Linked DNA regions of Mus musculus: regions 2, 3, 4, 5, 6 and 7 are each linked to region 1. Evidence: chromatin contacts called from public HiCAR-type and promoter capture Hi-C data. All regions are on one chromosome and are shown on one strand. The core of a region is the stretch at or near the end of the contact, and the rest is flanking DNA. Distances in the headings are between cores, read along the strand shown. Region 1 holds the start of Setx (senataxin). Region 2 holds the start of Pkn3 (protein kinase N3). Region 3 holds the start of Sptan1 (spectrin alpha, non-erythrocytic 1). Region 4 holds the start of Gle1 (GLE1 RNA export mediator (yeast)). Region 5 holds the start of Odf2 (outer dense fiber of sperm tails 2). Region 6 holds the start of Cercam (cerebral endothelial cell adhesion molecule). Region 7 holds the start of Urm1 (ubiquitin related modifier 1).

The links. Promoter capture Hi-C pulls out the DNA fragments that hold promoters and counts their contacts. HiCAR-type assays count read pairs that join an accessible place to other places.
Region 2: a promoter capture Hi-C map of pre-B cells shows a contact between it and region 1, with 3 times the contacts expected there. The contact joins the promoter of Pkn3 here to the promoter of Setx in region 1. A contact is called at or near these places in 1 of 39 promoter capture datasets (pre-B cells), 1 of 484 Hi-C or Micro-C datasets (CD4 T cells) and 1 of 9 other capture datasets (adipose tissue).
Region 3: a contact with region 1 is called in a HiCAR-type map of astrocytes, with 4 times the contacts expected there. The contact joins the promoter of Sptan1 here to the promoter of Setx in region 1. A contact is called at or near these places in 3 of 39 promoter capture datasets (cranial neural crest, liver and pre-B cells), 1 of 484 Hi-C or Micro-C datasets (B cells), 5 of 115 datasets of contacts at active chromatin or transcription factors (the NIH/3T3 cell line, astrocytes, effector CD8 T cells and 2 more) and 1 of 9 other capture datasets (liver).
Region 4: a promoter capture Hi-C map of liver shows a contact between it and region 1, with 2.7 times the contacts expected there. The contact joins the promoter of Gle1 here to the promoter of Setx in region 1. A contact is called at or near these places in 2 of 39 promoter capture datasets (liver and pre-B cells), 1 of 115 datasets of contacts at active chromatin or transcription factors (bone marrow-derived macrophages) and 1 of 9 other capture datasets (liver).
Region 5: a promoter capture Hi-C map of pre-B cells shows a contact between it and region 1, with 4 times the contacts expected there. The contact joins the promoter of Odf2 here to the promoter of Setx in region 1. A contact is called at or near these places in 7 of 39 promoter capture datasets (the 3T3-L1 cell line, the C10 cell line, the HPC-7 cell line and 4 more), 1 of 484 Hi-C or Micro-C datasets (embryonic stem cells), 6 of 115 datasets of contacts at active chromatin or transcription factors (astrocytes, embryonic stem cells, kidney and 2 more) and 1 of 9 other capture datasets (liver).
Region 6: a contact with region 1 is called in a promoter capture Hi-C map of liver, with 2.4 times the contacts expected there. The contact joins the promoter of Cercam here to the promoter of Setx in region 1. A contact is called at or near these places in 4 of 39 promoter capture datasets (the C10 cell line, liver, neural stem cells and 1 more) and 2 of 115 datasets of contacts at active chromatin or transcription factors (astrocytes and kidney).
Region 7: a contact with region 1 is called in a promoter capture Hi-C map of liver, with 2.0 times the contacts expected there. The contact joins the promoter of Urm1 here to the promoter of Setx in region 1. A contact is called at or near these places in 5 of 39 promoter capture datasets (the 3T3-L1 cell line, the HPC-7 cell line, cranial neural crest and 1 more) and 5 of 115 datasets of contacts at active chromatin or transcription factors (the NIH/3T3 cell line, astrocytes, embryonic stem cells and 1 more).

What each region holds. Positions count from the first base shown.
Region 1 is chr2:29,123,241-29,127,574 of GRCm38.p6, forward strand. Setx (senataxin) reads left to right here and starts at 1,752. Exons shown (of 26, transcript NM_198033.2): 1 at 1,752-2,309; 2 at 2,612-2,723; 3 at 3,634-3,823. The coding sequence starts at 3,647.
Region 2 is chr2:30,076,506-30,080,839 of GRCm38.p6, forward strand. Pkn3 (protein kinase N3) reads left to right here and starts at 2,193. Exons shown (of 22, transcript NM_153805.2): 1 at 2,193-2,285; 2 at 3,029-3,257; 3 at 3,421-3,566; 4 at 4,070-4,181; 5 at 4,251-4,334. The coding sequence starts at 2,271.
Region 3 is chr2:29,963,556-29,967,889 of GRCm38.p6, forward strand. It overlaps Sptan1 (spectrin alpha, non-erythrocytic 1), which reads left to right and starts at 2,005. Exons shown (of 57, transcript NM_001177667.1): 1 at 2,005-2,230.
Region 4 is chr2:29,933,201-29,937,534 of GRCm38.p6, forward strand. Gle1 (GLE1 RNA export mediator (yeast)) reads left to right here and starts at 2,209. Exons shown (of 16, transcript NM_028923.3): 1 at 2,209-2,398; 2 at 2,810-3,037. The coding sequence starts at 2,300.
Region 5 is chr2:29,887,441-29,891,774 of GRCm38.p6, forward strand. It overlaps Odf2 (outer dense fiber of sperm tails 2), which reads left to right and starts at 2,550. Exons shown (of 21, transcript NM_001369060.1): 1 at 2,550-2,771; 2 at 3,326-3,562. The coding sequence starts at 3,531.
Region 6 is chr2:29,867,782-29,872,115 of GRCm38.p6, forward strand. Cercam (cerebral endothelial cell adhesion molecule) reads left to right here and starts at 1,713. Exons shown (of 12, transcript NM_207298.2): 1 at 1,713-1,944; 2 at 3,242-3,352; 3 at 3,494-3,611. The coding sequence starts at 1,757. It overlaps 2600006K01Rik (a long non-coding RNA gene), which reads right to left and starts at 2,630. Exons shown (of 3, transcript XR_003954007.1): 1 at 1,779-2,630; 2 at 791-1,589; 3 at 570-614.
Region 7 is chr2:29,825,290-29,829,623 of GRCm38.p6, forward strand. Urm1 (ubiquitin related modifier 1) reads left to right here and starts at 2,100. Exons shown (of 5, transcript NM_026615.4): 1 at 2,100-2,146. The coding sequence starts at 2,112.

The sequences.
Region 1 (4,334 bases), core at 502-3,001:
GTTGGTATAAAGGCAAATATACTATTACAAGGAAAACATCTTTGCTAGTCTATACCTTTTTTTGTTTTGTCCTGATTTCATAAGTCAAAACATTTTTGTGCACCTTATAATTATTTTGGAGGGTATCCAGGCCTAAGTTATTCTATAGCAAATCACATGTGTATATATTATTTATATTTTATGTTATATAATTCTAAAAATATAATGTAACGTAATACTTATTTGTAATTATTATATATTTGCTTTTTATTTCATCTTTATGTGTAGGAGTGTTTTGCCTGCTTGTATGTGCACCCATTGCCGGCCCCAGAGAAGGGCATCTGTTCTCATCACTTAGGACCGAAGTTTCAGACAGATGTGAACTGCAATGTGGCGCTAGAAAATTAACTCTGGGTCCTCTGGAAGATCAGTAAGTGTTCCTAACTGCTGAGCTCTCGCTCCAGCGTCAGACTTGTGTTTCTTACACTCAAGAGTAACTTAGCATTTATGTCCTTTCACGAATAAAGCATGGTATATTGCTGAAGTCTGAAATCTGGGTTACGAATTCTGCCAGGATCTGTATCATCAGGGACAAGGAACTGCGGGTAGTTTCTATCATTTCCCCTCATTTCTGAAAATTTCAGTTAGCTATCAAGAGTCTTGTTTAAAAAAAAACTATCATAAATGTGTTACTTTAAAAACCATGCATACATATAGTGCTTCTAGTTTGAAACCACTTTCTGCAACTTTGATTTTGATAGAAACCTTTGACGAAATGAAAAAAAAGGGGGGGGGGAGAAAATAACGGTCAGCTTCAACTGCCGCTTCCTGATTGGCTAAAGCCCCTCTAACGGTCATCTGCTGCCTTATAAACCACACCCCCTTTTCTGGAACGTTCCTTAGAGCTTTACCCTCGTGCTTCAGGCGCTGGCTTCTCATTCTGCGTTAAGGTTCTCCAGGGTAGGAAGGTCTCTGACCCACCTGCCACCTCTAAGAGCCTTGTTCTTTTCTGTGGCGTTGGCAATGGAACCCAGTGTTACAGTGTGACAGGTGAGTGCTCCTGAGTTACTTTCTTGCACACTTTCCTTTAAAAAAAAAAAAAAAAGGAAAAAAAAAAAAAGAAAAAGAAAGAATGTTAACTTTTAATTTTTGGTTAATTTAGGCCTCCAAATCGCTGACCTCCAGGTCTGGAGTTGAAACCTCATCACACCCTTTCCTTTTTAAAAAAAAGAATTATTTTAATTTTAAAATTTTGGTGAATGTAATGTAGGCCTCGAAATCGCTTTCTGTACGAGGCTGGCCTTTGGGCCTGGATGCGCTGGCTTTAAGCCTTCTGAGTACAGGGACCACAGGCTGCCGGGCTTGTAAAGTGATTTGTTTTTTTCCTAAATTCCGTTTTTGAGGAGGAGAGGTTTTGGGCCACCCAACTGTCCTTTGGGAAATCTGACATGACTGTGTTCCATTATCGGAGCCTGTTCTGGGTCGGAAACGGGCAGAGCCCTCGACTTGGGGCGCCCTTGCAGAATCACGCACACATTTTATTGTTTAGGTTTCGGACGGAAACGTGACAGACGTCGCGGACGTTGGGGAGCGGAAGAGCCCAAAGGGAACCAGCAGGTAAGCATCTCCCCGAAGAGGGTCGGGGAAGGGGCGGGGTGAGAAAGGGGGCGGGACGAGGAAAGGGGCGGGGACAGGCTCCTCGGCTAATTTACCGCTCCTTTGGACGGGAGTCCTTGATTGGTCGGACTTACCCCCCTCGTTCCGGAAGTGACGCCACTCAGCGGTCAGGCCGGTTGTTCCCCGCTGCTGCACTTTCCACCTCCCGTCCGCCCCCATGGTCCGCCCCCTTGGTGTACCACAACAAGCCGGCTCTGGCGGGGGCGGGCTGAGGGCGGGGTCCGCTCTCGCGGCAGCGGCGGGTTGGGCGTTGGGCGTCGCCTTGCCCTTCCGTCTGCTGTTCTAGCGGGGGGCATGGAGGTGGGTTAGCGCGCTGCAGCCGGGCCTAGCCGGGGTGAGACGCGCCGCGGACAAGCCGCGAGCGGGCGAACGAGCAGGAGAGGAGAGCGCGTGCGCGGTGAGGGGCGCGCGGCTTACTGCCGTTGGGAACTTGCGCGCGGCCTGCGGGAGCGGGCGCCTGCTGTGACCCTTCTGGAGAGCTGCGTTTGGTGAGAGCGGCGGCTTGCCGCTGCTACCAAGGGCGGGCAGCGCTTGGTGTTTCCTGCAAGCGAGGCCCGCCCCCGGATCTCTGCTGTTCTGGCATCAGCACCGCCGGCCCTGGGCAACGATGTACAGCGAGGACCCTTAGCTTCGGGGCGAGGGAGGCCTCCCGGGTAAGGATCCGACCCTCTGTCCTGGCGTCGCTTCCGCATGGGCACCCGGACGCCCTCCCCGCCGTACCAGGCGTTGCGGTGTGGACAGCCTCCCGTACGCCCACAGCGGATGTGATCAAGTGCCTATTTGGCCCCTGGAGGAGAACAGTCCCTAGGGAAGTTGGGGGGGGGGATCAGTGTTAAGCCGTTCCCCCCAGTAGTGTGTGGATCTAACCTGACCTAGGTAACTCATTAGATGACACAAGGCCCAGGTGAGATGCATAATGTAAGGGACATTTTATCAGTTTTTATTTTAATTTCAGAAATGTTCTTTTTGGGGGCCAAAGTGTGAATCTGTCTGAATGCAGAGCCACATCTCACAGATAAGCCCAGCAATCACAAAGAGCATCACTTCTCTGTAGGACCTTGGTCAAGGTAATTGTCTTATTAAACAATAACTTCTTTTTTAGTTATTTGATAAGTACTAGAGTTAAAAATGTGGCATAGATCCATACCTTGACATGCCCTCTTCTGGTGTGTCTGAAGATAGCTACACTGTACTCATATAAATAAAACAAATCTTTAATTTTTTTTTTAAAATAAGTCTAATGTGTGCAGTAACCTCTGGCAGCATTTTGTTAGGAATTTTTGGAGGTAGGTCAGGTGAGGCAGAGAGATTAGACTTAGTAATTCGGGCAAATGATGAAAGAATAGGAAGACTCAAGAAAGGAGGAGTGCTAGACTCAGATGCAGCAGAGGAGAGGGACAAGGTGATCCTGAGGTTACTGCTCTAGAGATGGAGTTGGTGTCAGCACTCTCAATGGAGCACTTAGTGAAATATTTATTTTTTTAATAATTTACTTTTTATGCATATTGGTGTTTTGCCTGCATGTGTCTGTGTGAGGGTGTCAGATCTCCTGGACTGGTCGTTACCGGGAATTGAACCTGGGACCTCTGGAAGAGCATCCTGTGCTTTTAACCCCTGAGGCATCTCTCCAGCCCATACCTTGTCCTCTAGGCTCCAGATGCCTATACTCCACTTTTTCTGCTGTTCTTCTGGTCATCTCATGGTACTGGCATCTCCAAAACACTGTTCCGCTGTAGCTAGGCTTCACCAATAGCCTCTCATAGGCTCTCTTCATGGTACCAAGCCTCAACTCCTTTGCATGACCCCTACTCTGCTACTGTGCTTCACCTCTGCCTTGCTTTCAGATTTGGGTTTAATCAGTTAAGATGGACCAACAGAGTATTTTGGCTGTGGAGGCAGTTTCTAGATGAAGTAGAAAGTCGTAAAGAGTAAGTCTTGAGTGTTAAATTTTCTGTAAGTGTCCCTTGTTCTTTTTAGCTACAGGTGCAGCATGAGCACATGCTGTTGGTGTACTCCAGGTGGGTCTTCCACCATTGATGTCCTAAAGCGCTATGCATCTAGCACTGGGTCAAGTGAATTTCAGACAGCTGATGAAGACCTCTGCTACTGCTTAGAGTGTGTGGCTGAGTACCACCGAGCCAGAGATGAGGTGCCGTTCTTGCACGAGGTAATTTGCAGTAGCTCTTAAACAGGAAGACAAAGTGGAGCTTACTGTCGGAAGGAAGCATTCAGGGAAATTTGATCCTAACTAAAGTGTTGAAATCTAGTCCCACTCCAGCACCTAGCACCCCAGTATATAACAGATGCTGTGACTACTTTGGGCTTGAATTGAAACTTAAAAGTGCAGTTTCATGATCTGTCAGTTGCAGTTATTTTGTTATAAATTTTTTTTTAGTTTTTCGAGACAGGGTTTCTCTGTGTAGCCCTGGCTGTCCTGGAACTCACTCTGTAGACCTGGCTGGCCTTGAACTCAGAAATCTGCCTGCCTCTGCCTCCTAAGTGCTGGGATTAAAGGTGTGCACCACCACTGCTCAGTGGGGGGTTGGAAGGGGTGGGAGGGGGAAGGGAGGAAGAGAGAACAAGAAGCAGAGATTGATGTTGGGTGTCTTCCTTGATTGAGCTCCACCTTAGTTTTTGAAACAGGGTCTCAATTGAATAATTCAGGTAGAATGGTTGAC
Region 2 (4,334 bases), core at 943-3,442, 950 kb after region 1:
GGGTGTTGTGCCACACACTTTATCCCAGCCAGCACTTGGGAGGCAGAGGGAGGTGAATGGGTAGCTGAGTTTGAAGTCAGCAAATGCTATATGGTGAGTCCCTTTCTCGAACAAAAAGAGCAACCTCAGCAGCCTTCAAACGCACCATCCATCTCCTGCTTCAGCCTTTCTGGTGCTAGGATTGTAACCTTGTGTAGACTGGTTCCAGAGGTAGGTTCCAACTACTGCTACTCATAGGATGCCAAAAATGTTAGAGCCAGCCGGGCGTGGTGGCGCACGCCTTTAATCCCAGCACTCGGGAGGCAGAGGCAGGCGGATTTCTGAGTTCGAGGCCAGCCTGGTCTACAGAGTGAGTTCCAGGACAGCCAGGGCTACACAGAGAAACCCTGTCTCAAAAAAAAACAAAAAACAAAAAAAAAAAAAAAAATGTTAGAGCCAGAATCTCCCCTCAGACCTGTTGTTGTTGGTTGGTTGGTTGGCTGTTTTTTGGTTCTTCGAGACTTGATTTCTCTGTGTAGCCCTTCTTTTTGTCTTGGAACTTGTTCTGTAGATCAGGCTGGCCATGAACTCACAGATCTGACAGCCTCTGCTTCCCAATTGCTGGGATTGAAGGCATGGGTGTGGTGTGCTGGCGTTAACGCCAACCACGGTTCTGTCTGGCCCTCTGCACCAGGCACCATAGGGTCTTCACGACCACACCTGGAGGGCAAACCCCCACCCCCTATGTTCTGGGCAAATCCTACCCACCGGAGAAGTCCTGCCCTCACTCCCAGCCCCTTAAAAACCAACAAGGTTGGTTTGACTGATCTAATCCTTATGCTCACAGCACACAGTTACTGAACTTCCTCCTCAGCCCCTGTGGACATCCTTATGCTAAATCAGAACCTTGACTCCCGCTGAGTCAGAAAATGCGTTTTGCACAAGTCTGAGTTAGTTCGTATCTTATTTGGATCTGGCCATAATTTGGGTCAAGGTTTACTCCGTGACCAGGCCAGGCCCCAGCGCATGCTGCGGGCAAAGCTAGAGCAGAAATGGCCCTCGGCTTTCCCATCTCTAAGAACAGTTGCGGTGCAGAGCGTGACGCTGCTCCCGCGTGGCCGGGAGGGGGCGCTGCTCCCCAGCTCCTGCGGGGCGCGCGAGTCTCCGGAGGGGGCGCCCGACCGCGTGTCCCGCGCCACTTCCCGGGAAGTTTCAAGTTTGAAAGTCAGGCACTGAGACCCGGGCTTCCGGAACCGCAGTGGAGGAGAGGACTGGCGGGCAAGGCGCCATGGAGCCGGAGGGGGCTGTGCGCCAGGTGAACCAAGCGCACGCAGCGACCGTGTTTGCAACTCTGAGCACACGGTGCTCGGATCTTCACACTATTCTGGCCTCTCTGCCTGAGCCCTGGGTTAAGACGCTCTGGTGCCCAGGTCCCCGAAGTGACGGAGATCCAGCCCGGCAGCACGCCTGTTACCGTGGAATATGCCACCGGGGGTGGGGGTGGGGGTAAGATAGGTCAAGTTCCCTAAAATTCGATCTTCTAGAGACTTGCAGGAAGGTGGGAATTTGCCAGGAGCGCAAAGGTTGGAGTATACAGCCTTCCAAGAGGACTGGGGGAGCGGGGAGGGGGTGGGGGGAGCGGAGGGACGGGGAACGGGGACAAGATTGTGCGCGCAGTGGGCGTTGTCCCCAATACACCACACCCACAGGCTAGAACAAGTTGGCCACTAGAGGGATTTGGCTCAGCATTGTGCAAGGAACTCTTGGGTCCAACGAGGGGTCCACAATGTGGAGAGGTTCGGGTTAGATGTGTCACTTAAGCAGGAGAGAGAGATACTGTTCTATGCCAGGACAGTTAAAGGTGAGGTGAGATGTTTATGTAGAAGATAACACCCTAGTGTCAAGTCAGGACTTGAGGGGAAGGTGAAGTGCAGTAGACTGGAGCACCGCAGCCCTCAGGCAGCCTGAAAGGCTGGATCTCACCCCTCCCAGTACCCTTCCTCCGGAGATCCTTCTCGGCCTGTCTAGCTTATACACATTTTCCGATTTCCTGTGAGCCTCCGCCCTGCAGCAGCGGCAGCGAGGTGACTCAGGACCCCGGTGGCCAGCAGGCCCCCAGCTCTGTAAGAGCTTTGTTTGCTCAGGCCTTTGGCTCTGGCCCTCCTGCTTGGGGCAGCCAAAGGATTTCCTGAGCCTCGCCCTTGCCCTCTGACAGTTAAGGCAGGACGATCAACCTAGCTGAGGCCTGGGGCCCCTAAACAGAGTAGCCATTCTTTCATGGGGCTTAGGAGATGGAACACCGAAAGGTAAGGATAAAATAGTGTGGCTTCCAGGATCCTGGGGATAGGAAGGGGGTCAGCAGGAGTTGCTCTGGAATAAGGTCAGCCTCCGAGAAGTTTTCTCTCCCTGCCTTTGATGGTGCCTCTAATCTGGTGAACAGCTGTAGCTCCTGCTTGCCACTTCTGCCACAGCACCTGTCTGCCACACTATGTAAGGCAAAAGAAATAAGTTGTGGTGTTTTGGGCCACTGGCTGTCTCCTGCAGGGGACCTAGAGTGAATTCTTTGCCTACATTACCTCCCAGGTTCCGGTTGCTTCTCAGACCTAGGGAGAGCAGTGTGGCAGGCTGGGAGAAAATGGGATCACACTGTCCCTCGATCCACAGTGGCCACTCCTCTGTGTTGCCTGTGTGAGCAAGCCACCTAACTCTTCTTTCTTTGTTGCTCCTGTATAAAATAGGAATGAGAGCTAAGCATGTGGGTCTGTGTCAGAGCTCTTGTTTAGCACGCTCCAGGCTGTGGCTTCTTTCCCCAGGACCACAAAAGAGCGACTACTACCAAGGAGAAGGGAATTTAGTGTGTTGTTAGAGTGTAAACCTCAGTACCCAGAAGGCACTGGGCGAACCTGGTCTGTTTTCTCTCTCCCTTCTTTGAAAGGGAGACAGGAGCTAGACACTGCAGGGTTCTGAGACACTCTGGGGCTCTGCCTTTTGTATCTGTTCCCTCTTTGCTGTGGAGCAGGGTAGGCTAAGACTTCTCTGCCCTTTGCAGCCTGGGACTGGCCAGAGAGCCCCCAAGGATGAGAAAGAGATGGTCCGCCGAGCCATCCAGAAGGAGCTGAAGATCAAGGAGGGCATGGAGAACATGCGGCGCGTGGCCACAGACCGACGCCACCTGGGTCATGTGCAGCAACTGCTTAGGGCCTCCAACCGCCGCCTGGAGCAGCTGCATGGCGAGCTTCGGGAGCTGCATGCCCAAGTTCTGCTGCCAGCCTCAGCCGGTGAGCGAGGAGTCTGAATAAACCTGGGAACGGGAGACTCACGAACACAATCCTGGCCTTGGCTTTGACCACCCTATATCATCCACATGTTGTCTATACGGAAGGGAAGGGAAAAAGGCAAGCGCTGCTTCCCCGGGGTCTGAACTCTAGCCTTGTGTTGCAGAGCCAGTGACCTCGGAACCCCAGCCGCGGGCGGAGCAGTCCAGGGCTCGGCTCTCGGAGGCTTTACATAGGCAGCTGCAGGTAGAGCTAAAGGTAAAGCAGGGGGCTGAGAATATGATTCACACGTGTGCCAGCGGCACCCCCAAGGTAAGGGCTGGCGTCTGATGAAGAGGGGTAGGCCTGGCTTCTCATCTACCTGATGGGAGAGACGTAGCTCTCAGGTATAAGGATCACAAAGCCAGCCAGACCCTGTGCCAACAGGGAAATGCTACCCTGGCCCAGCTCCTCACCTAATGCTAGAAGTACAGGTAGGTGGGTGAGGCAAGTCTCTGACCCACACTGTCAGCAAAGCCCAACAACAGAAGGCTAGCGGAAGATCCAGCCGGCTGCCCGTCCAGCTCTTGGCAACCTACCCTCTCTTCTCCATCTGACAGAATCCTTACTACTTAGCTTGTCAAACTGATGAGTGTCAGGTTCCGCTCACCCCGCCAGCCTCCACCCCCCATTACCTAGTTCAACAAGGGAGGCTTGCCTGTAGTATCTTCCTTGTAGGAGCTTGAACCTTGGTATAACAGGGGAGGCTCAGCCCCACCCAGGCCCTGGTGGTCTGCCGTAAGCCCCTTCTGATGGGGCGAGTGTCACCTCCCCAGGAGAGGAAGCTCCTGGCGGCTGCCCAGCAGATGTTAAAGGACAGTCAACTGAAGGTGGCCCTGCTCCGGATGAAGATAAGCAGCCTGGAGTCCAGTGGCTCTCCAGAGCCAGGTGAGGCCTCTCAGGTCAGGGAGGGTGGCCCTCGATGGCCGAGGCTAAGGGTTCACCTCCGCCCTGCAGGCCCCGACTTGCTGGCAGAGGAGCTGCAGCACCGACTTCGAGTAGAGGCTGCTGTGGCTGCAGGTGCCAAGAATGTGGTGAAGC
Region 3 (4,334 bases), core at 755-3,254, 840 kb after region 1:
GCATGCGCTGAAATTGGTGGGAGGGAGGGGAGCAACAATAGAAACCATGAGCAATGGCTTTTTGATGGCTCATTTCTCCTGCCAGATGAGAACAGGGTGGGTGCCTGTGGGTGCCGTTATCCTGACCATTCTTCCGATCAGAAAATGGACCAACCAGCAGGATTTTAGTTTCCCAGTCAGAAGAGAGCTCCCTTTAGGTCTTGGATTTGTTTGGCATTTGGGAGAAACAGTAGAACCCCTATTTTCAGTATGGAGCCCAGCCCAGAGAGCCCTTGCCACCGAAGTATCAGGTCTTAGACATTGTGGAGAGTTAAGTTATACTAGCCATTTTGTACCCAGTGCTGAACATCTGAGTTTTAAATTTGCTGCAGCTGACTGAAGAGGTGGTTACTATGGTCACCATCAGCTGTTTTCAGAAATGCACAGCATTTCTGCATGCCTTTCATCCCACCACTCAGGAGAAAGAGGCAGGGGGATCTCTGTGTTTGAGGCCTGCCTGGTCTACAGAGCAAGTTTCACGACAGCCAAAACTACAAAGGGAAATCCTGTCTGGAAAAACAAAAAAGAAAAGGAAAAAAAGCCCAGTCCAGGAAGTAGCTCCTCAACCAGTTTTCTCTGTAAAGAAGATGGCATTAAATGCTGTCCTCCAAGCACCTGCCTTTTGGATCTCAGGAGTCTGTGAAGCTGCCGCTGAGCTGTGGCCACTCCCTTTTTATTTTATTTTTTTTATTTTTTAAATCTCTCCTCTCCAAGGAAAATGACTAGGAATGTTCTTTCACCATCATGCCTACAGTCAGAGTAGCTTAGAAGTCACCTTGCAGATCCTAGGCTCAGCAGAAACCAAAGTGCAGAGGACCAGGAAGCTTGGGACTGGGCCTCATCCCAGTTCTGGAGCAATGCCCAGTTCTTTATAATTATTTAAATAGGAGGGTGGCTTGGTAACCAGGAGGCTGATGCCTGGCAGAGCTGCCTGACTACACAGGAATGAGCTGGGTGCTACTCCAATGGTTGCCACACAGCTGTCACCCAAAATGGAGGAAGGGAAAGAGCTTTTGCAGTAGGGGAGCCTGGCTACAGAGTTTAGTTCAGAGCCAGGCCCTGAAAAGGGTTGTGTATAAGAAAAAAATTACAGAAATTGTGTTTTCCTTTTCTCAGAAGTCTAGCACCCACTTGCTTAACGCTTGTGTTCAAATCTTAGGTTCTCTGATTGCTGCTTCGTGCTTGACCTGGGGAGAGAGCTACCTTCTATGTCATCAGGATGCTAATTTGTAAAATGGGAAAGGCAACATCTACCTTGTAAAATAAGAGCAGAGATTAAAAGCCCAAAGCACGTGCGGTGTCAGCTAAACAGCAAAGTTCAATTAATACTGGGGAAAGAAATAGTAATGTCGTTTATCAACTGGGACGAATACACTCTGTCTACTGGCAACAGGAAGATTGCTGAAGAATTCTCCATATCCTGAAATAAAGTCTTACGCCACAAATCAGTCTTTTTTTTTTTTTTTTTTTTCCCTAACCGGGATTTTTTTCCCTACCACCTCCTCAAACACGGATCCTTATATCATCTTTTTTTTTTTTTTTTGGCCCCATCCCCCACCAGAACAGGCAGACTTGGGTCTTCCAGAGCCAAGCCTCCCCCAGAAAAAGTGCAAAGAGGGAGCCAACATTCCAGTGAGATCATCCGAAAGGGACAGGGCGTCTTTCCGGCCAGGGCAGCAACATCCCCAGCCTGACTGCGGCGGCGGGCCCCGCCCTGCCCTTCGCCGCAGTCTCGGAAGGGCTCCCAGGGCGGAGGGGTGCGGCACAGATTCTCTGCAGGGCGGACTGGGCGGGGCAGGATTGCTCGGGTCCCACGCCGCGGCGGGCGGCTGCGGCGGCTGCTCCGCTCTGTGCCGCGCCCCGCACCCCTCGCAAGCGCGTTCCCGTCCTTTACCCCAACCCCCACCACCCCGCCCCGCAGCTTCGGCTCCTTCCGGACGCGCTCGGTCCTCTCCGTACTGCAGTGGAGCAGCGAGTCCCGCCTCTCGCGTCGCCAACCGGGGCACTTCCCTCACGCTCGCGCTCGGCCGCCGCGGGGGCGCGCGCGGCCGCTTATAAAAGCCACAGTGCGCGCGCGCCGCCGTCACTATCCGCTGCGGAGCGAACGGCGTGAGGCAGGGGCCGCGGCGGCGCATCTTTTTCCTCAGCAGCCCTCAGCGCGGCGACCCACGCCCCTCACCCCCAGGAGCCGGTAAGAAAGGGCGGTGGGCGGGAAGGGAAAGGCCGCGGGAGGCCGAGCACCGGAGCGATGTGGACAGATGAGCTGCGGAGCCTCGCGGGCGGCTCCGTGGGCCCCCGCCGCCGCCTTTTGTGGCGCGTGGGCTGCGGGGCGCGGCAGAGCCGGGCGGCGACCTGGAGTGTCACGGTCCGCCGAAGGTACGCGAAGGCCCCTTCCTGCGCCCGCGGCCCCACCCGTCGCGGCAGGTGGCGGGGGGTGGTCCTCGGCAGCACCCACCCGCGAGCGCCCCCGCACCGCCCGTCGCCCGCAACTGCGGCGCTCGCACCTCTCGGAGCCTCCTGTCTGCAGTGAAGGGCTCGCTGACCTTAATTTCATCCTGTGTGGCGGTCCCGGGCCCTCCGGCCGCAGAAAGGCCTCCTTTTTCTTTCCTGGTAATAAATGTCTTTTCTCTCCAGTGCCGACCTGCTCCAGTATAATAGTTAGATGCGGTGCCGCTTGGTTGGAGGAGATCCAAATCCAATAAATAACTTAATAGCTTACAGCTCTTTTCTTTCTATATAAGACATTAAGTCGAAGGCTTCTGGGTTTTTTGTTTTTTGGGGGTTTTTTTTTGGTCAAATTCTACTGCTGTGCCAGTGTGAAGTGATAGAACAGTCTTTTGTCTGAAGCTATCCCTGCAAATTTGATGAAATGCTTCTCCAGGAAAAATTTGATTTTAAAATCCTCTCAGGTACTAGAATTACACACACACATATGCACACACGCGCGCGCACACACACAAACACACACACACACACACACATCAAGAGGGCTTCTATGTAAGTAAGGGTCGGTGTGTTTTAAATGAATGTCCCAGAAAGGGTGAAATCATTTCGAACTGCTACACTTCATAGGGCTTTGTTGACTTTCATCTCTCTGTTTCTGTCTCTGTCCCTCTCTCTACAGGCTCTTACAGTGTAACTCCAGCTGGCCTGGAATTTGCTGAATAGCTCAGGCCGGCCTCAAACTCAGGATTTTCCTGCCTCAGCCTCTCAGATAATCAGGTTTTTCTATATAGAGACCCAAAACATTTTAAGTCGTTTGTTCTTTACCCTTGGTATTTTCAAAAAGCTAATTATTATGACTGTCAAGGAATACAAGAGAAACCAACCATATGAAGTATTTTAATAATGTGTTCAGAAATTGCGTTGTCATAGCAATTGGACTTAAGTAAAACAGAATGTATCAAAGATGGCAGGGTGGGGGTGTCTTGTAGCCAGGAAACAAGAGCTTAAGAATAGCACTAGCAACAGTGAGTTGCATGAAGCCATTGAGCCAAGGTTCCCACTCATACTAAATGTCTTAGATTTTAAAGGTCAAATTGAAGTCAAAGTTGGAAAAAAAAAATGTGCTGCAGTAGATCCCCTGCAGGAAATTAACAATAAGCCTTTTTTAGTAACTGGGTCATTAATTCCTCAAAGGGACCCTCAAAGTGTGTTGACTGTTATCCAGGGACCTAGATAAAAAGGATGGATTTCAAAGTTTGCCCTATACCAGACAAATGTGAAACAGTTCTTATGATAAACCCAAGGCCTGGAGACATATAGATATGCAATTCTATTCCCTACTTTTGAGACAAGATCTTGACCCGTAGCTCATCCTGAATCTATGTAGTTGGGTATAGCTGGTCTTGAACTCATTGCTCCTGCCAACAAGCCTGGCTGCCACCACCCTGGACTTTTACCCCTCTTAAAAGAAAGGAGGCCTTGTTATATGTCTCAGATCCTGGACTCAAGCTTATTTCTCCACCCTTAGCTTCCAAAGTAGCTGGACCTATGGCAGGCAGGAGCTGCTGCAGCCGGCTTATTCTCTGGTAGTGCCTTTAGCCTTGGCTGTATGCTTTGTAGTAATCTAATACTTGGAGAAATCTGATGTCAAGTAATCTAATGAACAGGTTTAAGCAGGGAGAGTCATATTAAGTGTATCTTTTAGTTCCCTGGATTATAATTTTCTATTATTTTTTTCTTCTCTGCTTTCATCTCAAAGGTGGGGCCTCTACAGATACTGAGAAATGGCTCTTAGGAATAGCTACCCGAGTCTGGTCTGTGGAATGTGCACTAAGGACAGAGGCTCTGAG
Region 4 (4,334 bases), core at 959-3,458, 810 kb after region 1:
GAAAAATTCTTTGTAAAGTCCAAGTCTCCTTCCTTCAAACAATGCCAGGAGCTGGCACAAAGTGTATATGTGATGGAATACCAGATCTGGATATGGCTTAAGAACAGGAGGTCTAGATACTTTCGGGAGCATCCCCAAAAACATATAAAATCTCCTGGGAATTGAGGTGGGAGAGCCCACACTCACTGCACCAGCAGTGATCCTGTGTCCCCAAGCCTAGCAGATGTTGGCTCCCTCTTTCCACCCAGCACCCCTGGAATCTTCCCATCCCTTCTTCAGTCTTGACTGGTCCTGGGGAACATTCTGGGTGTGGTGCTGGCTGCCCATACCCAGACTACAGCAACCACTGGTCCATTTTCATCAACAAAAGCCATGGACCCAGTTCAATCTGTAGCAGTTTTAGACACATCAGACTCAGCTCCATAGATAAGACTCAGTCCTAGCCAAAGCTCCAGTACTCTGCCACCTTCATAGATCCAACATCAGCTCAAGCTCTCTCAAAAGATGCTGCTTTGAAGATCCATGTAGAATAAAACACTTGCATCCCAGGACCAGTTCTGGAACTGGCAAGCCGGGCATGGTGGCACACGCCTGTAATCCCAGCACTCGGGAGGCAGAGGCAGGCGGATTTCTGAGTTCGAGGCCAGCCTGGTCTACAGAGTGAGGTATGCACCACCACATCCTGGCCACAAAAAAAAAAAGTTGAATTTGGCCTATTGTTTGAGAGGGTTAGAGTTCGTAATTGTGGACTACATAGTACAGAGTTCACATCTGGATCCACACTGGGAGGCATCGGAGGAGCACCAGGAATCACAAGTCCTTTGAAACCCCCAAGCCTACACTAACGAACACCTCCACTAGTAAAGACACAATTTTTCCCAAGCAGTTTCAACACCTGGAGACCAGATAGTCAAATCATGAGCCTATGGCGGCCATTCTCATTCAGGTAACTATAGCATCTCAGCCACTCTCACCCAAGTCCAAAATTCCAGAGATTGGCGCTGGAGAGAGTTCACTGGTTAACTACTGGTTGTGCGAGGGGAAGCATCCATCCAGGACACAGAGGAAAGAACCTTGACTTTATCAAGGTGGGCTGGAGAAATGCAGCTAAGGTGCTGACCACATTTGTGGTCACATCCACCAGCAACAGTCCAGCTCCTTTGACATTCGATTCCTCTGGTCTTAGAAGGCACCTACGGTAATCACATGCACATTTTCATACATGTTGAAAATAAATATACCTTTTCCTGAGAGCCAGGGTCCTACCATATAGCTCTGGGTGGCTCAGAACTCATGTAGACCAGCCTTGTCTTCAACTCAGATCCCCTGCCTCTGCCTCTCATGTGCCAAGACTGAAGGCATGCACCACCATGCCTTGGCTCCTACACAATTTCTCAATAAAAAAAAAAAAAAGTTGTCAAATGTAGACCACCACATGCATGTGTGGGTATGTAATTTCGATTCTATTTTCTGAACTAGTGTAAGCTGTGCACCACAGTGTTGAGCTGTAGAACTGTTTGGATTGGGGTCCATTCCTGGGAAGTTTTTTTCCTAGCTAGGCCTTTTCCTGGCTGTCCTGGAACTTACTCTGTAGACCAGGCTGGCCTGGAACTCAAGAGATCTGCTTGCCTCTGCCTCCTGAGTGCTGGGATTTAAGTTATGTAACGCTTCACCCAGATCATTCTTGGGGGACTCTTGTATTAACGTTTGTAAAATATTTTATTAGAAGTCCAAAGATTTTTTTTTTAGTAAAAAAAGTATGTATGTATGTATGTATGTATGTATGTATGTATGTATGTATGATGTGCGTGCGTAGAGTAAAAGTCCACAAAGAGGGCAATGGAACCGTCTGAGTTGGAGTTTCTGTTGTGAGCTATCATGGGGTGTTGGAAAATGAACCAGGCTCCACCACAAGGACAGTAAGGACTGTTAACGCCCGAACAGAAAAAATACTGCTTGTTCTCTTGAGGTTCTTATCCACCTCAAACCGCTGTCACGGACTCATGAGCAGTAGATGGGTCAAAAACCGCAGAGCATCACCCTGGCAATTGTGACTGCGAGAAATTACATTGAGATTCAGATCCACGTAGGCTCGCTAGTTTAGCCTCAATCCCGCATTCTTGCTCTGGCCAGGGGGCGGCGCTCACTAGTGGGCGGGGCGCTGCTGACGGACAGGTTCTGCGACCGTTACGGAGAGGCTGCGCCGGATGTGGGGCGGACACCCCGGAAGCGGAAGGCGGCGCCACCTCGGCGGCGGATTCGAGGGTTTGTTGTCAGTCGTGTCAGCTGGTGACATGCCATGCCGTCCGATGGTCGCTGCTGGGAAACTCTGAGGGCGCTCCGCAACACCAGCAAAGGCCGCCTGCGCTACGACCGCGAGTGGCTGCTGCGCTACGAGGTGAGCGGCGGCCCGCGGCCCGCGTTTAGCAGGCTCCCTAGTGACCGCGGTGGAGGACCGGGAGTGGGAACGGGACGGGACGGGCTGCGATCCTTTTTTTTTTTATCTTCTGTATTAACTTATTTGCTTGGGCCTTCAGCTGTTAAGCATCACATGTAATAATGTCTTATACTTACCAATGGACATACAAATAGGGTTAACCGTGCCGGGCATAGTGGCGCACGCCTTTAATCCCAGCACTTGGGAGGCAGAGGCAGGCAGATTTCTGAGTTCGAGACCAGCCTGGTCTACAGAGTGAGTTCCAGGACAGCCAGGGATGCCCAGAGAAACCCTGCCTCGAAAAACCAAAAAGAGAAAACAACAACAAGAAGAACAAAAACAAATAAATAGGCTTAACCTTCTTCTCTTTAGGATGTTTTGGAAGAATGCATGTCTCTTCCCAAACTGTCTTCTTACTCTGGATGGGTGGTAGATCACATCCTACCCAACACCTCAGGCCACACGCAAGAGAGTGCTCCTTCTTCTGATAATTCACCATCCTCTGGATCTGCATCTGGCTTGTACCAATCCTCACTACTAAAATCTCCTGTCAGAAGTAGCCCACAATCCCCGTCACCCTCATCACCAAATGGAACCCAGGTAAGGCTTAATTTGCTTAAGACAAAAGACTTGTTGGCTGCAAGGTTGAAATGTTTAGTCACATGACAGTGACTTGGGGGAGACGATTTGTTTCCCATATCATCGTATCATCCACTGTTGGTATGCGTGTATGCGCATGTGTGTGGAGGCCAGAAATCAACTTTAGGTCTTGAGTCTCAGAGGCCTCATCTTGGGTTGTGAGGCAAGTGTCCCTCATTGGCCTGGAGCTCATCAATTAGGATTAACTGGCCAGTAGTCCCAGAAATCATCCTGTCTCTTCTTCTCTAGTGCTGGAACTCTTTTTTTTTTTTTTTTTAAGATTTATTTATTTATTATATGTAAGTACACTGTAGCTGTCCTCAGACACTCCAGAAGAGGGAGTCAGATCTCATTATGGATGGTTGTGAGCCACCATGTGGTTGCTGGGATTTGAACTCCTGACCTTCGGAAGAGCAGTCGGGTGCTCTTACCCACTGAGCCATCTCACCAGCCCTAGTGCTGGAACTCTTAAGTGCATGCCACCATGCCATTTTTATAAGGATCATTAGAGTCAAACCTTAGGCCTTCCCTGCTTGTACTTTACCCATTAATCTATCTCCCCAGCACAGAAGAAACACCAGTTTATTAAAGAGAAGCAGTGTAACACCAGGTGTGGTGGTGCACACCTTTAAGTGCAGCACTTGGAAGGCAGAGGCAGGTGGGGTCCTGTGAATTCAAGACCATCCTGGTCTACAGAGCAACTTCTAGGCCAGCCAGGGCTACATAATGAAACTCTGTCTTTAAAACAAACAAACAAACAAAGAAACGAAAGTTTTGTGCTTCTTAGCCTTTTGGGGAAGATGGAATGTAAATGAGTTAGGGCCAGGAATGGGGAGAGAGAGAGAGAGAGAGAGGAACAACATAGCAAAGTTGATGTCATAATACACAGCGTTCCCTGTTGACTGTTCTCATTGGCAGCATGAACCTGGGAGAGCAGGGCGTAAAAAACGAGGAAGACTGATGTCTCATATGATAACTAACTTTACTCAGAGATTCAGATAACTTATACTCTGAGGGAAAAGTCACCTGGGTACTGTATTCAGTCACAAGGACAAGCCACCAGTGGGAAAACGTTTTTCCTTTTTCCTTAGATGAATTTAAATGAATATTAGCCAGTTGTAATGAATAATCTGAATTAAACCCATTCCTATCTGCTACAGGTAGGAGGGGGCAGTGCATATTCTGAGAACACATCTGTGTGTTGAAACTGAGGTCACAAGACTCTTGTTTTCTTGGAGTTTTCTCACAAGTACTTAGA
Region 5 (4,334 bases), core at 1,300-3,799, 760 kb after region 1:
TTGGCTGTCCTACAAGTAGCTCTGTAGAATAGATTGGCCTCAAACTCATAGAGCTGCATGCCTCTGTCTCCCAAATGCTGAAATCAAAGGTGTCTGCCACCGCCGGCCGGACTTCCTCCAATACCGTCCATTTTCAGACCTTTTATTGCAAAAGTCAGAAATAGCTGACTAACAGGGAGGACTGTTTAGACTGTTTAGTATGGAATAGACAACATAAAAGCTTTCCTTGTCTGGTTTCATTAGTATGATAGGTCATGTACTCCTCTGAGACTGAATGGCAGGTGCTAATGTGCCTTGAATGTAGCACGGACTTAGTTCAATGAATAGGGACATGCTAAGACATGAGCAACAATTCCATTTGGAAGTAGCAAAAGGATATTTCATTATTTTAACTAAATCGAAAAGTCTTGCTATGTAGACCACGCTGGCTTCAAACTCCTGACCAAATCAACTTGTCTCAGCCTCCTGATAGAATTCTGAGATTATAGCTATGTACCATCGTGTTTACAAAGGAGACACTTTACAGACATGTTTGAGCTGCACCTTGAAGCAGGTTGTTTATCTTAGGCAGCAAGAAGCACACATACATCTGAAGGCAGACCAGAAGGGCAGCTAAGGGTGGGAAAGTGTGTAGATATTAAGGGAATTTCATTTGGTAGATTTTTTCTCTATGAAATAGGGAACTTGATGTATGGAATGCAGAAGAGACAAAAGTTTGGAAAAGCCTCTGTTGGTAATTGTCTAGAGAGAACTGCTGGACAGAGTGGAGACAATGATTCGTGGAGATTATAACACGCACGTGTTACTGAAAATTGAATCTAGGATTTTGCTCAGGTCAGGCAAGGGTTCTAACTCGGAGTTCCTGTCCCCAGCTGTATGCTCTTGCGGAACCTCAGGATGGTAGAGATAGGTAGGACTGAGGGATACAGACTGGCCTTCAACTAACTCATGGCCATCTCCCTCCTTCATTGAGATTACTGGCATGAAAAAAAGAAGAAGAAGAAGAAAGAAGAAAGAAGAAAGAAGAAAGAAGAAAGAAAGAAGGAAGAAGGAAGAAGGAAGAAGAAAGAAAGAAGAAGAAGAAGAAGAAGAAGAAGAAGAAGAAGAAGAAGAAGAGGAGAAGAAGAAGGAAGAAGAAAGAAAGAAGAAGAAGAAGAAGAAGAAGAAGAAGAAGAAGAAGAAGAAGAAGAAGGAAGAAGAAAGAAGAAGAAGAAGAAGAAGAAGAAGAAGAAGAAGAAGAAGAAGAAGAAGAAGGAAGAAGAAAGAAGAAGGAAGAAGAAAGAAGAAGAAGAAGAAGAAGAAGAAGAAGAAGAAGAAGAAGAAGAAGAAGAAGGAAGAAGAAGGAGAAGGAGAAGGAGAAGGAGAAGGAGAAGGAGAAGGAGAAGGAGAAGGAGAAGGAGAAGGAGAAGGAGAAGGAGAAGGAGAAGAAGAAGAAGAAGAAGAAGAAAGGCTCGGCTTGCTGGTGTACTCCTATAACCCCAGCAAGCAGCAGAGATAGGCAGATTTCTGCTCAAACGCAGCAAGTTCCAGGCCAGCCAGGGTTGCACGCACAAAATGAACCGTCAAGGGTTGACGAACAAATATGACATGGTAAGACTGCCCTGCCGGCTGTGGAGGTGGGAAGGTAGTTCACGCTCCAGGGAGGAGCTGGTGGGAGCACAACTACTGTGTTGGAGTTAAGGTGTCAAGGAAATGAGGTCTACCCAGCCCGGAGGTTGTTAAAGTCTCCCAGAATCCAGGGCGGGAACGTGAGCCTCGTGACAGTCCCCCACGATTGGCTAACAGGGAAGCATAGTTGAGAAGATGGCGGCTCAGCAGAGAGAACCTCAGCAGAGCAGGTCCGTATAGAAGCGGCGTACGGTGTGCGGGAGGGCGGCAGGGGCGTGGGGAGTGCGGCCTCTTCCTTCGGTTTGGGGCGTGTGGGAGAGGGGTACAGTTTGTGGAGTGTGCACAAGTTGTCTGCACTGAGCGGCCGAGGCATAGGAATGGCTTTCCAGAAGCCCCAGCCTGTCGCTTGTACAGACGCCCTCTGCGTCCAGCTTCCTCCTGTGTTTCGAGGGGAGCGCGTTAGGGTTCAGGATTCAGGAGGACCAGGGCAAAATGGCGGAGGGGACTCGGTGGCCTGAACGGTGGGGCAAGACCAGGCCGGCTGGCGCGGGAGGCGTCGCGTGTCTCCCTGACGACGGGGCGGTGGACAGGCCTCGTGACCCAGAAGTGGGCGGAGCGTCCCCGTGTGGGGCGGGGCATCTCTGTGACGCTGGGGGCTGGGCCTAAATGGCGAAACCCGAGAGGCTCCGGGGGGGGTTTGAACTGGCCAATGGGCGAGCTGCCGACCGGTTGTCGGAAAAGGAGGCGGAAGCGGGGAGGAGCCGCCGCGGGAGCCGGACTGCATCCGCCGCGGCGTCTCCATGGCACGACCCTGGCCTCCGACTTCAACGACTTCATAAGGAGACGGTTCTGGGCGCAGCCGTGCCGCTCTTGGTGAGAGGCCACGCGGCGGGGCAGGGCGTAGAGTGCCGCGGGTTCAAGCCCCGCGCTCCCGGGGCTGGCTCGACCGGGCACCGTCCCCGAGTCTAGGCGCGCTCCTTCCTGCGTCCGAACCCGGCCCGCCCCGCTCCTCGTTGGGCGCGGGCCCTTCCTCCTCCCGCTAACGGGCGGGCCGGCCGCCTCCGTCCTCTCCGGGCCATCGGCAGCGCTCTTTCCCTCCTCTGCTGTCCTCGGGCAGGGCTGCGCCCTTCTATGGGCAGAACCCCGTCCCCTCTTGCCCGCTGGTGGGTGGCCGTGCGCCCCATCCTCCCCGGAGGCCACCCCTGCTCTCTGCGGACTGGGCCGCAGCAGTTACATGCGCTCGGGGTGGGCAGGCCTCCGGGGACCCTCCAGACCAGCTCCAGGGATGTGGGTGATCCAGGAGCGGTCTGGCTCTCCATGCCGCCCCGCCTAGGCCGCCGCTCCACCCCTTCCATCTATTGGTTCTCCCTGGTAGCTATTCTGCCGGGAACGCCCCTTCACCTAGGAGACAGTTGCCCAGGCACTGTCCCGAAGATCCCTCCAGCTCCCTGTGCGGGTTCCCGCCCCTGGGGGGCCCACTTGGGGCCTAGCAGTTCTCACCTTCTTCGCACTCCAGGCAGCCCTCAGGTTTAAACCCTAGTAGCCGTCGGCCCGCTATTCTTCCCGGGTGGGGTCTGGGCATGCTGGTCGTTGTCCTCCTTTCAGTGACGTGGCCCCTCACTGTCCTGCCGCGCCCTCCACCTGCCTCCTGGCGGCGCACTCGGCACCCCGCAGGTCGCTCAGCCTCTCCTGTCTCCCTCCCTCCCCACTTTGGCAGGACAGTTGCTGTGCGACTTGGACAGTAGAGGAGCGCCTCCCAAGTTTTCATCCAACTGCCACCCCCAAAGCTTCCACCCTCCTCCCCTCAGAGAGAGGACGTTTGATGCCCGGCCCCTGAGATTCTCATTGGCCAGCCCCTCTGGGTCCCCCTGAGCAGAGCCTGCCGACCCAATTGCCCATCTTTGCGGCTTTGATGCTTAACCATGTCTGCCTCATCCTCAGGCGGCTCCCCCAGGTACAGCCAATGTGGGGGGCGCCTTTGCAGTAGGGCAGGGAAAGGTGGTCAGGGCTCCCCAGGCCAGGCTCAATGGAAACTTTTTTTTAGTTTCCCAGGTACTGAAAGTCTGGACCCAAAACACTTGAAAGTGACTTTGAAAGGGGAGGAGTAAAGACTCCCCTCCCCCGCCTACAGCTTACTAGTAGCAAACAAGATCACTCTTAATGCTTTGAGTTCAGCTTGGCTTCAGACTCACTAGGTAGTCAAGGTTGTGCTTGAATTCCCGATTCTCCTTTCTCCACGTCCCATGTGGTGGCTTAAAAGCGTTTCCCACCATGGCACCTCTAAACTAGTGTTAAAGTGAGCAGAGATATTATAAGTAAGTAGAAGGGGGGAAAACTTGAGGTTCTACTTTGAACAGTCTTCTTCCGAGTGGCCGTCCGGCTCGCTCAGTAGTTGTTTGTGAGCCGAGCAGAGTGCAGACCATGGTGCTGTTGCTTTAGGTTTCAGTCTTCCCCCTGAAGAGCTGGTGAGGTCGGCAGAAGGCTATCTGGGAACTGTGAGGAGGCAGTGGGCTAGGTTAGCTTTAACCATTGCAGACCGTTCTCCCCCAGCCGGGACTCTGGCTGGACTGCTGGTCTGGAGCACAGTATTGGCTGTTTTGCACTTGTCGTATTGGGCTGCATATGTACAAGCAAGGCTCTGGTGTGGGCAGTGAGTGGACCACGTTGGGAAGTGGGGTCTTCGTATGCTTCAGCAAGGGTGTGAGCCTTCCTTTTACAAGCTGGTG
Region 6 (4,334 bases), core at 463-2,962, 740 kb after region 1:
GTCCCGAAGAGCTAAAGAGCAGCTCTATCTAGGAAAGCAGACCATTCAGGCAGAGGGAAGGTAGATGGATGCAGAGGCCTGGCTCAGGCTCCCTACCCAGAGAGAGAGAGAGAGCGCGCCTCAAGTGCATTCATGCTCAAGGTCTCCCTGTAGCAAACCTTCACATTAGCCATCATCAGTCAGGTTTTACCTGTGAGAATCAGGAGACTCAGGGAAAGTGACTGTCAGAGATTGGTGACAGATACCCAGCAAGAATATCTTAAGCCCCTTTCCCTCATCCTTTTTTCTCTCCTAAGAGAGGTTGGAGATTCCCTTTCATTCTAACAGAGTCCCAAGATTTGCTCTGTCCCAAAGGAGGCTGTATCTCCTATTTTGGAAGCGGGATGGGTTGCCATCAGAGGTTCTGTGGTGACCCCTAAGTCCTACCCTCAGTCGGAGTGGGCTCTGCTTTATTATTACCATCATTATCATTATTATTTATTTGTTTAAAGACTTATTTATTTATTATATGTAAGTTCACTGTAGCTGTCTTCAGACACTCCAGAAGAGGGCGTCAGATCTTGTTACAGATGGTTGTGAGCCACCATGTGGTTGCTGGGATTTGAACTCCGGACCTTCGGAAGAGCAGTCAGGTGCTCTTACTCACTGAGCCATCTCACCAGCCCTTATTTATGTTTTAATGTTGTTCCCCTTCCCAGTCCTCCCTCCAGGATCTCCCCAATCCCACCTCCCTCCCCTTCGCCTTTAAGAGGGAGCTCAACCACCCACCCACCCGTTGTTCCCTCCTCACCCTTCTAGTATCCTCCTTCTTGGCGCATCAAGCCTCCACAGGACCAAGTGCATCCCCTCCCAAATAACTCTTCTTTCAAAAGAAAAAACAAACACATTGTGTCAAACGAAATGCTCCTCAGAGTCAATGTGATGATGTTGCTTAGGTCTTATTTGGGAAGTTAAAGATGCAATCTTTAATTTTATTGTATTAAAAAGCAATTGAAGCCGGGCGGTGGTGGCGCACGTTTTTAATCCCGCACTTGGGAGGCAGAGGCAGGTGGATTTCTGAGTTCGAGGCCAGCCTGGTCTACAAAGTGAGTTCCAGGATAGCCAGGGCTACACAGAGAAGAAACCCTGTCTCGAAACAAACAAACAAACAAACAAACAAACAAACAAAGCAATTGAAAGAAGGGCTTTGCTTTAAGGGCCGGAGCCTGCGGAGGTGATGCGAGGTCGCGGAAGTGGCCAGATCAGCTGCACTCAGTCCTCTCCCCCAAGCTTGGGCTTGCTCTCCAACTCATCGCGTCATCTGCTGGGTATGTGGAGTTACTGCCTCAGGCCGCCAGAGGGCGTCTCAGATGGAGCAGGGGGCGGGAACCTGGGCTCCTCGCGAAGACTGCAGCCTCCACGGCTGAGAGGCAGAGAGCCGGGAATCCCGGGTGTCAGTATTCCAGGAGTGAGATGAACGCCCATGGTACAAGCGGTCCACCATGGCCCACGGATCCTTCCTTCCGTGCCAACGCCTTCCGAGGTCCACACGGAGAAGGCGGACCCCAGGACGCGTCTGGAGCAGGTGCCTAACCCTGGACCTCTAGGGCCTGGGCGGAGAAGAGGACAGCGGAGCGTACAGGCGCCTAAGAGGGGCGCAGGGGCCCCAAGGCAGTAACCACGCCCCTCTAAGACCCCGCCTCCATGCCCCGCCCATCCCGCCCCCTCCCTACTGTGGTGGGAAACCCGGGGCCCTCCACAGCCACCGAGTCCCGCCATGCACGTTGCGCGGCTCCTACCTCTGCTGCTCCTGTTGGGGCAGCAGCTCCGGGCTGCCAGTGTCACAGAGCCGACGCTACCCACCGTGGTCCTTGCCATCCTGGCCCGCAATGCTGAACACTCTCTGCCCCACTACCTGGGTGCGCTGGAGCGCCTGGACTACCCCCGGGCCAGGCTGGCCCTCTGGTGAGAGATCCAGGGGTGGGTGCATATGGGCATCAAGCCCCAGGACCCAGGAAGGCTTTTGACCTGGAGGCCTCATTACTTCTGCCCAGACACAACCCGAACAAGCTCCTCCCTCCCAGACAGCCCTTCAACAGTATTCCTAGACCCCGCGGGGCAAGAATAGACCTCTGAGGCCAGGGTTCAGCCCAGGGACACTCACCCCTCCTTTGGGCTCCCTACATGTCTCGGGCGTCCCCGGCTTCCCGGGTTTCCCCTGGGTTTCAGTTAGGCCTGTCCTTTCTGACCTAGCCCTTGGGGCTCGGCAGTACATCGCAGTAAAGACCTGTGGTCTGCCTGATGTGCGGTAGAACAGACTGAACCTCTGGAATCCCCTGGGGCCCAGCATAGAAAGGATCAGTCAGACTGGAGGTTTCTAGAGAGCAGGTGGAGGGAACCCTCAGCTCCAGGCGGCATGCTCGGGTGCCCTTCTGAGTGGTACTGCTAAGCTTCTCTGGGTAGAGAGAGGGGCTGGCTGGTTCTGATAGCCAAGGGTGTGGTCTCATGGGACGCTGGGATCAGAGGTTGCAGTACCCTGTCTAAAAAAGTCAAAACAGGGAGGAGCCTGAGCAGAGGCTGGAGATAGAGTACTCCTCACAGCACACCAAAGTTGGGCTGGGGTGGAGCTGTGGCCTGGGGAGGCTGCCCACAGCCACCACACTTGGGGAGTTAGTTAGTTCCCACCCCTGTAAGACTTGACACGTAGTTCTGGGGAATTGGCTTAAAGGAACAGCATCGCCTAAAACCTGGGCTCTTGGCTAAGCCTTCCACCTCCATTACTAGAGCCCCCTCCCCAGCAGAGGGAAAGCTGTGCTCCATGGTAACAGAACTTGGATCACCACTAACACTTCTCAGGGGTTGTCGGAGCATGGTGTGAGCCTAATTACAGCTGGGGGGAGTTAGGTAAGGAGAGAAAGGCAATGACTGTTTTGTCTGATTCTGAGCTGGAAAAGGCCTGATGTGTGGAGCCATGAAGAGGGACGGAAGTGAAGGGACGTGGCAGGTGCAATCTTTAAGCTCAAGGGACTTTTCAAGTGCACTCAGGCCGAGGATGGCTCAGGGGTCAGGGGCTTGCTTGATGTGTACAAGTCTCTGGGTTCAATTCCCACAGTACAATGCACAAAATTAGAAGGACAGACGTGAAGCACAGAGAGGCATGGACCTTGCCTGAGGCTACACAGGACATCCTCCAGCACCTCCACTGGAGCGCACAACTCTGCCCCATCGCTCTCAGGACAGTCATTCTGTGTTGTGCTCACAGGTGTGCCACAGATCACAACATGGACAACACCACAGGGATGCTCCGGGAATGGCTGGCTGCTGTGGGTCGGGACTATGCGACTGTCGTCTGGAAGCCTGAGGAGGAGGCCAGGTGGTTAACCGAGGGCAAGGGTACTGGAAGATGGTGAACAGCTATTCCCCAGGGCACAGCCCCCAGAGCACGCATGTCTATTCTATGCAGAGAACGAGAGGCCCCTCTCTCAAGAGAGCATTTCACCTTTCTCCACTTCAGGTCCTACCCAGATGAACAGGGTCCCAAGCACTGGACCAAAGAACGGCATCAGTTTTTGATGGAGCTGAGGCAGGAAGCACTGGCCTTTGCCAGGGACTGGGGAGCTGACTACATCCTGGTAAGAAAGCCTGGCTACAGAGTATGGGGGAGGCCTCAGGACCTGCTTCCAATAAAGTCTGGTTATAACCAAACTGTCTATAGGACAGATCTTCTGAAGACTGAGCTGAGACCCCTGTATTTAAGCTCACACTAGATACTAAGCCTGGCTCCTTGTACAGGTCTTAGGTTATATGCTGTTCCTAGATTCCTGAGCTTTTGTATGCCAAGAGTATAAACTGAGCCTGGATCCCTGGATTAGAGCTCAGAATAGAATTTTTTTCCAATATTTTTGTTATGTTTGCTCACTGGGTTTTCGAGACAGGGTTTCTCTGTGTAATCCCGACTGTCCTGGAACTCATGCTGTAGACCAGTCTGGCCTCAGAGATCCTCCTGCCTCTGCCTCCCAAGGGTTGGGATCCAAAGTGTGTGCCTCCACCACCTGATTTACTTTTGTTTTTCAAAGGTGGGTGTCTTGGTGCATGCAGCCCACAGAGGGCAGAAGGGGGCCTGGAAGCGAACTCCACTTAGTAGTGAGTCACCATTGGGTCAATGGGTTTCCAACTCAGGTGCTCTGCAAGAGCTACCAGTCCTTTTTTTTATTTTCGAGACAGGGTTTCTCTGTGTAGCTCTGGCTGTCCTGGAACTCACTCTATAGACCAGGCTGGCCTCGAACTCAGAAATCCGCCTGCCTCTGCCTCCCAAGTGCTGGGATTAAAGGCATGTGCCACCACCCCCCAGCACT
Region 7 (4,334 bases), core at 850-3,349, 700 kb after region 1:
TCCTCCCTAATTGAGGGTTACCGTGCACTTCTACTTCTGCATGCTTGGATCACAGGTAGACAACAGCATAGCCACTGATTTCTGCATCGCTGGAGTCCAACCCCAGGGCGTTGTGTATTCTAGGCAGGTAATTTGCCAACTCCTACACCCCCCCCCCCCCAAAAAATGCATTTAGAACAGTTCCATCCCTCCTCCTCAGGGCTTCAATAGCCTTCCTTCTCTCCCAGACTTTACAAGACATAGCTTGGCTCTGCCTACTTTTTTGTTTTGTTTTGCTTTTTCAAAACAGGGTTTCTCTGTGTAGCCCTGGCTGTCCTGGAACTCAAGAGACCTGCCTGCCTCTGCCTCCTGAGCTGGGATTAAAGGTGTGTCCCGCCACGGCCTGGCCTCCTGCCTACATTTTTAGCCTTACCATTGGCCAAGCTCTCTGCTCTCCAATTTGCTCCCTCGATATTCCAGTTAGTTTGCAACTTATGTTCTCCTCATAACTACCTGGCTAACTCTAATAAAAATTTAGAGCCCAGACAGTCCACTTTGGTATTTCTCATATGTATACCACCTGGTACTGTGACCAAACCCAGACCCTTGAGCAGGTGCAAGCACTGTACCATTGGGCTACATCTCCAGTTGACATTTTTCTTATCTTTTTTTTTCTTCATGTTTGTGGATGTGGGTGTATTCCTAAATCATCATTCTCCAATATATATATGATTTATATTTTTCAGTGTACTGTTTTTGTTTTTTGTTTGTTTTTCTAGACAGGGTTTCTCTGTGTAACCCTGGCTGTCCTGGAACTCACTTTGTAGACTAGGCTGGCCTCGAACTCAGAAATCCATCTGCCTCTGCCTCCCAAGTGCTGGGATTTAAGGCATGTGCCACCACCATCCGGTTCAGTGTACTGGTTTTTGCCTGAATATATGTAACTGGAACTGGAGTTAAAGTTGAGGACTGCCATGTGGGTGCTGGGAACCAACCCTGGGTTCTCTAGAATAGTAGCTAGTGCTATTAACCTCTGGGCCATCTCTGTAGTCCACTATTTTATGTATTGAGGCAGGGTCTTTCTGGAACTCAGAGCTTGCTCATTGGCTAGTGTAGGTTGCCAGCTTGCCCTGAGGAAGCCATCGTCACCTCCCTAGCTCTGGTATTGCCATGCTAACCATCATTTCACTTGGGTTGGGGATCTTATCTTTGATCTTTACACTTGCCCAGCAAGTACTTTATCAGATGAGCCATCTCCACAGCCCTAGCGTTTTTTTCACAAATCTCTATAATTCTAATTTTCTAACATCGGAAAATTTATTTCAGTTTAGGATTTCACATTTATTAGCATGGTTTGTACATTTGATTACGGCTGTCTCCCCGTCTCCCTGCTACACGGAGAGACCTAGAGACAAGAACTTCAGTTACAGCCGTTATTACTGACTCTCCACAGGACCAATCTGCCAGACACATTGTTAACTCAGTAACCGTGGAGTAGAAGACATACAATTCATCATCTGACACAGATGTTTGCATAGTAAGATGGCAGCTCCGGAGAGAGACAACAGGGTCAGAAACAAGAATTTGGAGTTACCTCGTTTTACTCCCTTAAGCGATGTTAGCTGGGTTGACAGGGTTCTTGTTTGTGGGTTCTTTGTTGTTTTTGGTTTTGTTTTGTTTTTGAACCCTGGGTGTCCTGTAATTCCCTACGTAGATCAGGCTGGCCTGGCACTCACATAATCCACCGTCTCTGCCTTTCTGAGGGCTAGGATTAACGGCGTGTGCCACCATGCGTGGCTTAAAAACAGATTTGTAGCCAATGAAAGATCAACAGTACGTGGCTCACAATCATGTCATCGGATGCTGATGAATTTCCCCTTAGACGTCTTTCTTCAGGAAGTCCCTTCCTGCTCGGTTTTTTTTTTTTTTTTTTTGGCCAGGTCCGCAAATAATGTAGACAATCAATTCCGCAGCCCACTGAGCGGGTGCCTTCGTCCAATAGCTGAGCAGTAACGAACGGATTTCGCCCCACCCCGTACCGCCTCTTCCGTTTACGCTTCCTGGTGGCGACCGGAAATAAACGGGCGCTCCGGAAGTTAAAGGGCGTGTCCTGCTAGTTTGGTTTCCTAAACATGGCGGCGCCCTTATGTGTGAAGGTGGAGTTCGGGTGAGTGAGATCTGGGGCGCCTTGGGGATGGAGCGAAGCCATAAGGCTCGGAATTCCGGACCTCTCTTGGCCTGCCGAGGCTGTGTCGCCCTCCGAGAGCCGGGATAATCCCCTGGCCTCTGACTGACGCGGTCTCTGTGGGTGACGAGGCCGTGAGTCCGAGAGTTGAGGCGCACACACGGGTAGGGAGATGCGTTTGGAATCCTTCGCCTTGCTCTGTATCATGTAGGACTGGGAGGCATTGACAGTGAGCAGGCGGTCTTCCGGCATGTTTCACCCGTGCCATTCCGAGCCCGACTCGCCTTGTCTGGTTTTTGAGCTTCTAAGGGGAGCGCACGAGTAGAGACGAACCCTGCTGAATAATCTCAGTTCTGTCTTCCCGCCTAGTGCCTTCCTAGGGGAAGTCTTGGCCAAGACAGGACCTTCCTCTTTCTCAAACCTTGTGTGTGTGTGTGTGTGTGTGTGTGTTTTCGAGACAGGGGTCCTCTCTGTTTGGCTGTCCTGGAACTCACTCTGTAGATCAGGCTGACCTCGAACACAGAAATCCGCCTGTCTCTGCCTCCCAAGTCCTGGGATTAAAGGCGTGGGCCACCACCGCCCGGCATACCTTGGAGTTTTAATTAGATTTTAATCTTTTGCAAAGTAGTTTGGTAAGTGTCTTCTGCAGAGTCCAGAGGAGCTACCGGGGTAAATAAGCTGCCACGGAGGGAGTGACTAACATTGGTAGTATATTATCCTTACTGTGAAAAGGTTCAGAATCCGGGTACACATCACTACTTGAAGGAACACGGGGAAAAGTGAAGATTGTCTCAAATCACCATTGTGTTCTTCCAACACACAGAATGCTTGTCATGGTTTCAAAACCTGCAGAAGACAGACTTCTTCGGAAGCTGAGAACAAAGAACTGAGGCTTCTAGAGATGGGTGGTTGGTTTCTAGAATCTTATGGAAAAGCTAGGGGTGTGTGTGTGTTTGTGTGTGTGTGTGTAGATGAAGAAGCCAAGGTTGAAGTGAAGGGAAACTCAAGGGTAGAGAGAGATGTAAAATTCCTTCCAAATGCCTTTCTTCGCCTTGGATGCCCCCCATTCCTTTCATGTTGTCCCTTCACTAGGCAGTTCATTCACCAGTCATTTATTGAGTGCCTACCATGTGCCAGGCAGTGAGCCAGACACCAAGGATACAAAGATAAATAGCACTCTGTCTAGTCCCTGCAGTGTTCAGCATTTCTGTCCCTTGGAAGGGAGTAGTCTCATGAATGTTAAGTGCAGTTTAATTGATGATATTGTCTTGCTGCTTGGATCCAATTAGGTTGGTCTGGCTTCCTGACTGCTTTACCTCTTCGAACCTTAGCCCAGCTAACACGGTATCCTCCCACCTCCCAAACTGGGCTATGAGGGGACTTCCTGATGCCTTGACCAGCTTCAGCAGAACTGAGAAGGAAGAAGTTACAGGCTCTCAGTGTTAATGTCTGTTGGTAGCCAACTTGCCTTTCATTCTCACTGAGACGTGGTATTTACTCAGCAGAGATGTGATCTTTCTGCCAGATACTGTGCTGGCAACAGTAAGGACGTCATCAAGTAAACCAGACCCTTGCCCTCAGAGTTTACAGACCCATACAGTTACTTTTTTTCTAGCCTCTACCTTCTTTGCCTCTCAGAGCAGCCGGACAGGACAACATTCTTTACCCACCTGTGCATCTCCTTCCACACCTCCCCAGATATGTGACCCATCAGAATTGCAGCTTCTTGGGGCATGGTGGCTCATGTCTGTTATCCCAGCATTTGGAATGCAGGAGCAGTTGGATCTTTGTAATTTTGAAGCTAGGCTGGGTACATAGGAAAAACTTTCCATAAATAAATAATAATAATAATAAATAATAATAATAAATAAATGTGCTTACCAAACCCAGAAATCCCTCTGTCCTCCTATTTTGATGTTGTTTGGAGACAGGAGCTCATGATACAGCTCAGACTCACCTCGAGCTTTCTATGTTAGCTGAAGCTGGCCTTGAACTCTTGGTCCTCCTGCTTCCTGAGTACTGAGATTACAGGTGTGTGCCACCCTGCCAGTCATCTGACATGTTTTTACCTCCGACCTTTGATTAATTGTGTCATTTGACAGAGAGGCTTCACCTTTTACTATGAAGCTGAGAGGATTTCAAAAGATATGTAATGCCATCATTCTCTCCT